2 separate regions of the Sus scrofa genome follow, and region 1 is linked to region 2. Evidence: chromatin contacts called from public HiChIP or PLAC-seq data. All regions are on one chromosome and are shown on one strand. The core of a region is the stretch at or near the end of the contact, and the rest is flanking DNA. Distances in the headings are between cores, read along the strand shown.

The links. HiChIP or PLAC-seq counts read pairs in DNA pulled down with a chosen protein or histone mark.
Region 1: a contact with region 2 is called in an H3K27ac HiChIP or PLAC-seq map of alveolar macrophages. The contact joins two enhancer-like sites. A contact is called at or near these places in 1 of 47 Hi-C or Micro-C datasets (epiblast stem cells) and 2 of 2 datasets of contacts at active chromatin or transcription factors (alveolar macrophages and skeletal muscle).

The regions. Positions count from the first base shown.
Region 1 is chr1:179,882,845-179,886,340 of Sscrofa11.1, forward strand. LOC110262125 (a long non-coding RNA gene) reads right to left here. Exons shown (of 3, transcript XR_002346707.1): 2 at 287-367. Among named protein-coding and RNA genes, the nearest start is that of VCPKMT, 23 kb to the right of the region's middle. Within about 2 kb of position 1,932, at least 55 of the 83 cell types and tissues checked have an H3K27ac peak or open chromatin away from gene starts, as enhancers often do. A contact at or near this core is called in alveolar macrophages, where this site is marked.
Region 2 is chr1:179,732,499-179,736,367 of Sscrofa11.1, forward strand. No RefSeq gene overlaps it. Among named protein-coding and RNA genes, the nearest start is that of ARF6, 20 kb to the left of the region's middle. Within about 2 kb of position 2,618, at least 3 of the 83 cell types and tissues checked have an H3K27ac peak or open chromatin away from gene starts, as enhancers often do. A contact at or near this core is called in alveolar macrophages, where this site is marked.

The sequences.
Region 1 (3,496 bases), core at 682-3,181, 150 kb after region 2:
GAACAGTGAGCATTAAAAGCTTTAAATCTCTCACTGCTCCTCCCTCTCCAAGCTCCCTGAGGCCGAGAATGAAAATAATGGACATGATCTTTGTCTCCTAAATTCAACAGAGCAGTTTTTCCTAGCCATGTTGTCTACTGCAATGCAAATTAATGTAAACTATTCATTTTATCTCAAAATCATTTCAGAATCCCACAGTCATTAATTTCAAACCCAGACTTGCCTTTGTACTTAATTACTCCCTCTTCTCTCAGGAGTTGAGAATGTAGCACTTTCACTCATTTACCTTGGTGGTGGCGGCAGTGGCAGTGCTTGAAAGAATCCAACAGAGCATTGGAATTGATGTGTCAGAAATTCCCATCTGCTCCTGCAGAAAAGAGATACCCTCTCAGTCGAGTTTCTAGGACATGGCAGTTTCCCTGCCTTGCTGGCAGGATATGGGGTTCCAGAAAAGGAGGTAGTTGGAGGATCCTGAGCAAGCCCTTACCTGTCTATACCTGAGTTTCATCAGCTCTAAAACAAAGGAATTGAATTAAATGGTGCAGTGGTTCTTTCCAAGCTAAAAGACTACAAAGATATGAACCCTGTCTCAGGAAGCTGGGCTCTTTTTTGTTTTGTTTTGTTTAACCTATGCTGAAATACTCCCCTCTGACCTTAACACTGCCACATGCCTAAATACAAAGACCTGGTGAAATAATAATAACAGATCCCAGTTACTAAGTACCAAGTGCTTTATATACATCGTTACATGAATGCTCACAATAAATCTTTGAGGTAGCTATTAATTTTTCAAATACCCAGAGAGAACCAAACGGAAGGCCAAAGTGGGAGCCTAGATTCTTCTCTGTAAAAGAGGAACCTGGACTGGATGGGTAAGGCCCCTTCCAGCTTTAAACCATCTGTAGTCTAGAGTCAATTGCATTTTCCCCCAAAGTCAGCCGCATTTGGGGTGGTGGTCCTGGAACTGAGCAATTCCTGTGGGGTTCTCCCTGATATACAAAGTATGAAATGGCAACATCATCCTTGGCCTTCTACTTTGCAAATTTGTTTTGTGTTGGCCATGCTGGTTTTATGAAGCAGCTTGTGAAGGTGCTTAGAGACCTTGAGAGCCTCCAGGGAACACATTCTGTACATTTGATTTAAACCTCCTCCCTTCCTCTAAAAAAAAAAAAAAAAAAAAAAAACTCAGTCCCCTCCACAGTTTCACTCAGGAGAGAGATTCAGCTGAGTTCCCCTCCTGTGGCTTTTCAGCTTGCGTCAGGCCGCTGGGCAAGGCTGAACCAGAGCTCGGAATGACGTGACCTCACTTTTGGTGTCTGGTTTCAAAGCACTTATTTAAGGCTCTGATTCTACTGCAGCTGCACATTTTCTGCGCCATTCTCTTCCATCCCTGCCTTAAACGTTTCAGTCTACCCAGCCAAGCTCTCTCTCTCTCCCCGTTTCTCTCCCACACATATTCTCATTCATTCCCCATCTCTTTGAAGATGTTTCATAGTTGAAAATAAACACATCAAAATTAAGACGGTTCCCTGTGACAATAAAGCATATACAGAAGTGAAAGCCAGAGTTCTTAAAACCTCAGTCATTAGGGAATGTCTTTGAAACCATCCTCCTCTTTACAAGGCTGAGAGCTACAATAAATACAACTCGTCAGAGACTCAGACATACTCAGAATGAGAAAGGCACACATTTATTATGAGCAGCTGCATTCATCTGAGTTCCTGGAGGGGTGTGGGGGAAGACTGGCATTCATTCACTGCTCTGGAAGAACCTGATGCCATCTGCACCCAGAGAAGCTTGTTCCCAGCACCATGTGTAGAACCCATCAGGCAGGGACATCTACACAGACATGACCAACTTCTCCAGGGAGCTGGGTGCACTGGGCCACCAGGGGCTGGACCCAACCCTGCATCCTGTTCTCTCCTTGGATCCACCAGCATCTCGGAGTGGGCGGGGCCGTGGAGGAGGGCTTCCAGAGCAGTTCTCCATCCTCCTACTCCACACCACTCCTCCCCCAACCCCAACCCTCCAAAGAAACATTTTAAGGGCCCTAAGTCTGCAGTCTGCCTTCCAGGTGGAAGAGGGGCAGGGCCCAGCCAAGCACCTTTAAACCCCTCATCCCTCAGGGATTAAAATCCTGCCATCTGTGAAAAGAAGGCACCACTTTATTTCCGTCTGGGCCATCACTTGGGTGGGGCTTTCCTTCTAGATAGTTTTTAACAAATAGAAATACAGACCACGCAGTTAAATTTGAATTTCAGATAACAAATATGTTTTGGTATAAATATGTCCCCAACACTGCAAGGGGCATGCTTATACTAAAACATTTTTTTGTTATTTATCTGAAATTCAAATAGAACTGGGTGTCCTGTAAGTTATCTGGCAACCATACTCCCCTTAGTCTTCTCTCCCCCCAGGCCTTTCCAGGGAGTGTTTATTTTTGCTGTGTGTGCTCATACAGAAAGTTTTCACTTCTGATTCTCCTGGGATTCCTGGCGAAAAGGCAAAGACTTCAGGCCACATCCACTGAATGTGGTAAGACCCAGAAATACACATTTTACCAAGAATCTAGGTGCTTCTGATGCATATGTGTATGTTATCTATTGCTTCCTAACAAATATCCCTAAAACACAGAAGCTAAAAACAACCAACACTGATTATCCCAAAGTTCCTATACATCAGGAAGGTGGGATTGACTTAGCTTTGGGATTCTGGCTAAGGGGTTCTCATGATGCTGTAATCAAGGTGTTGGTTCAGGCTGCAAACACTTCCAGACTGTGCCTGTGCTGGAGAAGCTGCTGTCAATCAGGTCTTTTTTGACTTTTAGCTGAAAACATTGGTTCCCCATCACATGGCTCTGCTGGATTTTCCCCCAAGCTAGGGTGTGTGTGTGTGTGTGTGTGTGTGTGTGTGAGAGAGAGAGAGAGAGAGAGAGAGAGAGAGAGAGAGAGAGAGAGGGAGAGAGAGAAAGAGAGACTGAGACTTTTTAAGACAAATCCAAATCCAGACTAAGAGAAATTATCCATATTGAGAGGCAGGAATCTTTGGGGGCTGTCTTAGAGGCTGTCCACCACCACTGTCAAGTTTGATAATGACTATTACAGATTAGTCCTCAACACACTGCAACCAAAACCACATTTTAGAAATAGGAGACAGTCCCCATTGTGGCCCAGAAGAAACAAATCTGACTAGAATCCATGAGGATGCAGGTTCAATCTGTGGCCTTGTGCAGCGGGTTAGAGATCCGGCATTGCCCTGAGCTGTGGTATAGGTCACAGAGGAGGCTTGGATCCTGAGTTGCTGTGGCCGTGGTGTAGGCTGGCAGCTGTAGCTCCGATTGGACCCCTAGCCTGGGAACCTCCATATGCCATAGGCACAGCCCTAAAAAGACCAAAAAAAAAAAAAAAAAAAAATTAAAAAATGGGAGGCAAAGCCTTTTTTTTTTTTTTTTAATTTATAGGGCCGCACTCAAGGGAGTGGCATATGGAGGTTCTCA
Region 2 (3,869 bases), core at 1,368-3,867:
GCATATGGAGGTTCCCAGGCTAGGGGTCGAATGGGAGCTGCAGCTGGCTGGTCTATGCCACAGCCACAGCAAGGAGGGATCTGAGCTGTGTCTATGACCTACACCACAGCTCACAGCAATGCCGGATCCTTAACCCACTGAGCAAGGCCAGGGATCGAACCTGAGTCCTCATGATGCTTGTCAAATTCATTTCCTCTGAGCCAGGACAGGAACTCCAATTGTAGACTTATTTTTAAAGAACAAAATTAGAAGTCAACGGTCAATTCAGGGAGAACAGGGACTTTCTCTTTTCTCTTCTACATGTATCAAGTAATTCTATCTTTCTGGAGGATGTTGGTATCCTTACCAGAACCTGGTGCAGTAAAGTGATATTGAAATAACTTTTCCTTAAAGTCTCAATTCAGGAATTATGACCATTCAAAAGTGACAACCTGTCTGTAGAATATTACTGTGAAAGAGGTATGAGCAAAATGCTAAAGGTACCCAAAGGGTTGCAGGTGGTGAGAGAAGGAGGCCAGGGAAGGAAGAGCCCTAAAAGGGAACTAACATTCATTGAAAACTTTCTAATGTGGGAACCAAGTTTTTAAATGTACTTAATTTATCTTGTGAGAACTGCTTAAAGTTACTAGTGATTGACAGTGGTTTTTCCAGAGTCAGACTGTCTGATTTCCCATCCTGGCACCTTCTAGCATATATGGCTATGAGACCTTGGGCAAGATGCATAGGACATAGTCATACTAAAAATATTCATTTGTAAATCTGAAATTTAAATTTCACAAAGTGTCCCTTATTCTAACGGACAACCCTATCACAGAGGATTAAATTACTAAAATCTTAGAAGTTACCTATAACTGTATAGGTACATGCAAGTGCTTCCCAAATGTTAGTCTTTAGTTTTGGAATTACCGCCCCTCTCCCCCTTTTGTTGGTCTTTTTAGGGCTGCACCTGTGGCATATGGAGGTTCCCAGGCTAGGGGTTGAATTGGAGCTACAGCTGCCAGCCTACACAGCAGCAACAGTAAGGCGGGATCCGAGCCACGTCTGCAACCTACACCACAGCTCACAGCAATGACGGATCCTTAACTCACTGAGAGAAGCCAGGGATTGAATTCTCATCCTCATGGATACCAGTCAGATTTGTTATCACTGAGCCATGACAGGAACTCCATGGAATCATCCCATTTTATACAGGATGGAAAACCCAGATTAAATAGTTTGCATTTTTCTCCATGGTAAAAAGTAGTCTATCTGAATTGTAAAATGCTGCAGTGACCTTGGAAAAATAGTTTGGCTGTTCCTAAAAATGGTAAACAAAGAGTTACTATATGACCTAGCAATTAAATCCAGCCCACACTCCAGGAGAGCAGATTAAAGAGAGATACAAATACCTGGAGATGGGGGACACTGAGGGCCACCTCAGAGGATGTCTACCATAGCATGGAGTGGTCATCTGTCCAGATCAGGACAGAGGGTATATCAGAGTTTACTCTGAGGGGGTCACACATCTCTTCTTTATTTTTTATTTTTATTTTTTTGTCTTTCTAGGGCTGTACCCAAAGCATATGGAGGTTCCAGGCTAGGAGTCCTACACCACAGCTCACAGCAAGGCTGGATTCTTAAACCACAGCTCACAGCAAGGCTGGATCCTTAAACCACAGCTCACAGCAAGGCTGGATCCTTAAACCACTGAGCGAGGTCAGGGATTGAACGTGTGTCCTCATGGATGCTAGTCAGATTTGTTTCCACTCAGCCATGATGGGAACTCCAAGCCATGATGGGAACTCTCCATCTCTTTTTAGAATGGAAGCAAAACATTAATATATAAAAATTTGCTAACAGACCTCTCTTTTTAGTTGCAGTAAAGGAGAACCAAATGCTTACAGAATAACTTAAACATACTGCTATGAAGAACTGAAACTCGCTCCTTAATGTTCAATGTCTTCATTTCCTAGACTCTCTGACCCTCAAAGAGACGAGCTTCTGCAAAAAGCTGTAACTGATGGGAGATAAGTGTCTACACATCTCAGCTGACTGTTTATTAGATGTATGTTGGAACTATCAAGTGAATGTTAATTTTTGTGCATAAAAAGTCTCACATGAATTTATTAGCTGTAAAGGGTATGTTACTGTTTGAAAATAAATAATGGAAGCATCTATGTATATTCATTTGGAATTTTTTTTTTTCTGTAGCAAACAACAACAAACAAACAAGACAGGCAATTATAGCCTAAACAATTAAGGGCTTATTTTCTTCCATAGTTTAAGTCCAGAGATAGGAAATCCTGGCCTGGTATGGCCTAGGGATGTAATCAGGGACCTTGCAATCTGTGTTCTACCAGGCTGTAATCCTTAACGGGCTGACTTGTCTATGATCCCATGATGCTTGCTGCAGCTCTGGGTACTGTGCCCATCTTTAAGGCAAAAAGGAGAAGGTACACAGCACTGTTGGCCAGACCTATATTACATGGCCTCTCCTAGTTCCAAAAGAGGCTCAGAAAATAGGCACTGAAATTTCTTCCTTTTTTTTTTTTTTTTTTTGCTTTTTAGGGCCTTATCTGCGGCATATGGAATTCCCCAGGCTAAGGATTGAATCAGAGCTGTGCCTACATCAAAGCCACAGCAACACAGAATCTGAGCCAAGTCTGAGACCGACACCACAGCTTACGGCAACTCCAGATCCTCTGAGCAAGGCCAGGGATCAAACCCACATTCTCTAGGATTCTAGTTGGTTTTGTAAACTGCTGAGCCAGCAGTTAATTTTTCTAGCCTTGCTAGTGGAGAGGACAAGGATAAAACAGGTTGAGAATGGGTTTTGAGTTAGTTTTGTCAAAGGGAAATAGTCAAAAAGTTGAGAAATACTGCTTTAAATGTTCAATAGGACTTGGAGAAGCTGAGAGGAGGAAATTAGATTAGCAGTACAACATACACAAAGGATGAAATGAACACTGTGGATTGCTTCATGGGACACTGAGGAGTCCAGACCTATAAGGTGGAGAATAATGTTGAGAAGTGATGGAAATTGAGTGTGGAGCTTAGCTTGGCTATAGTGATTAACAGGGCATTGCTAAAAAGTTCTGAGCAGGAGAATAATCTATGAAGAAAGGGATGAGAAATATTTGGCAATATGAATTATAAGGAAGTGAGCCGGGAGGTAAGAAAGCTAGGAAAGTGCTGTGATAATGCAGTTGTGAAATGCCAGTTACTAAGGTCGAAACATATGTCATTCTAATATTCAGCCATTTTTGACTTGTGTCATTAGATTCATTTATGCTTGAGGTGATGGCAGGATGTACAAGTGGAAAAGTCTGGTAATAAATAAAGAGAGAGGACACAGACTTTCTAAGAGTAGAGTATTGGAGAAAAATGTGAAGATCTAGGTAAACGAAGATACTTTTTTTTTTTTCCTCTTTTTTCTTTTCAGGGCTGCACCCATGCCATATGGAAGTTCCCAGGCAGCAATAGCAACATATGATATGAGCCACATCTGTGACCTACGCTGCAGCTCATGGCAACACCGAATCCTTAACCCATTAATCGAGGCCAGGGATTGAACACACATCCTCATGGACACTAGTTGGATTCTTAACCCTCTGAACCACAACAGGAACTCCTAAAAGTAGATACTTTTCATTCTATATTTCCTGGTTGATTTCATTTCTTTTTGATGCTTAAACTGACACTTGCCAATGGCTATAACCCCTACATTTCATTGAATATGAAACTCCACTCTTTCATATTCAACTGCTCACAGGACAACTGTGGACTCTTCCAACTCACTAGGTCAGAAATAGGTATTTTTTCCTTCATTTCCTTTGCCTTAGCTCTCTCACACTGGCCTCACATTCTTTGTCTCATTTAGTGCTAGCAAT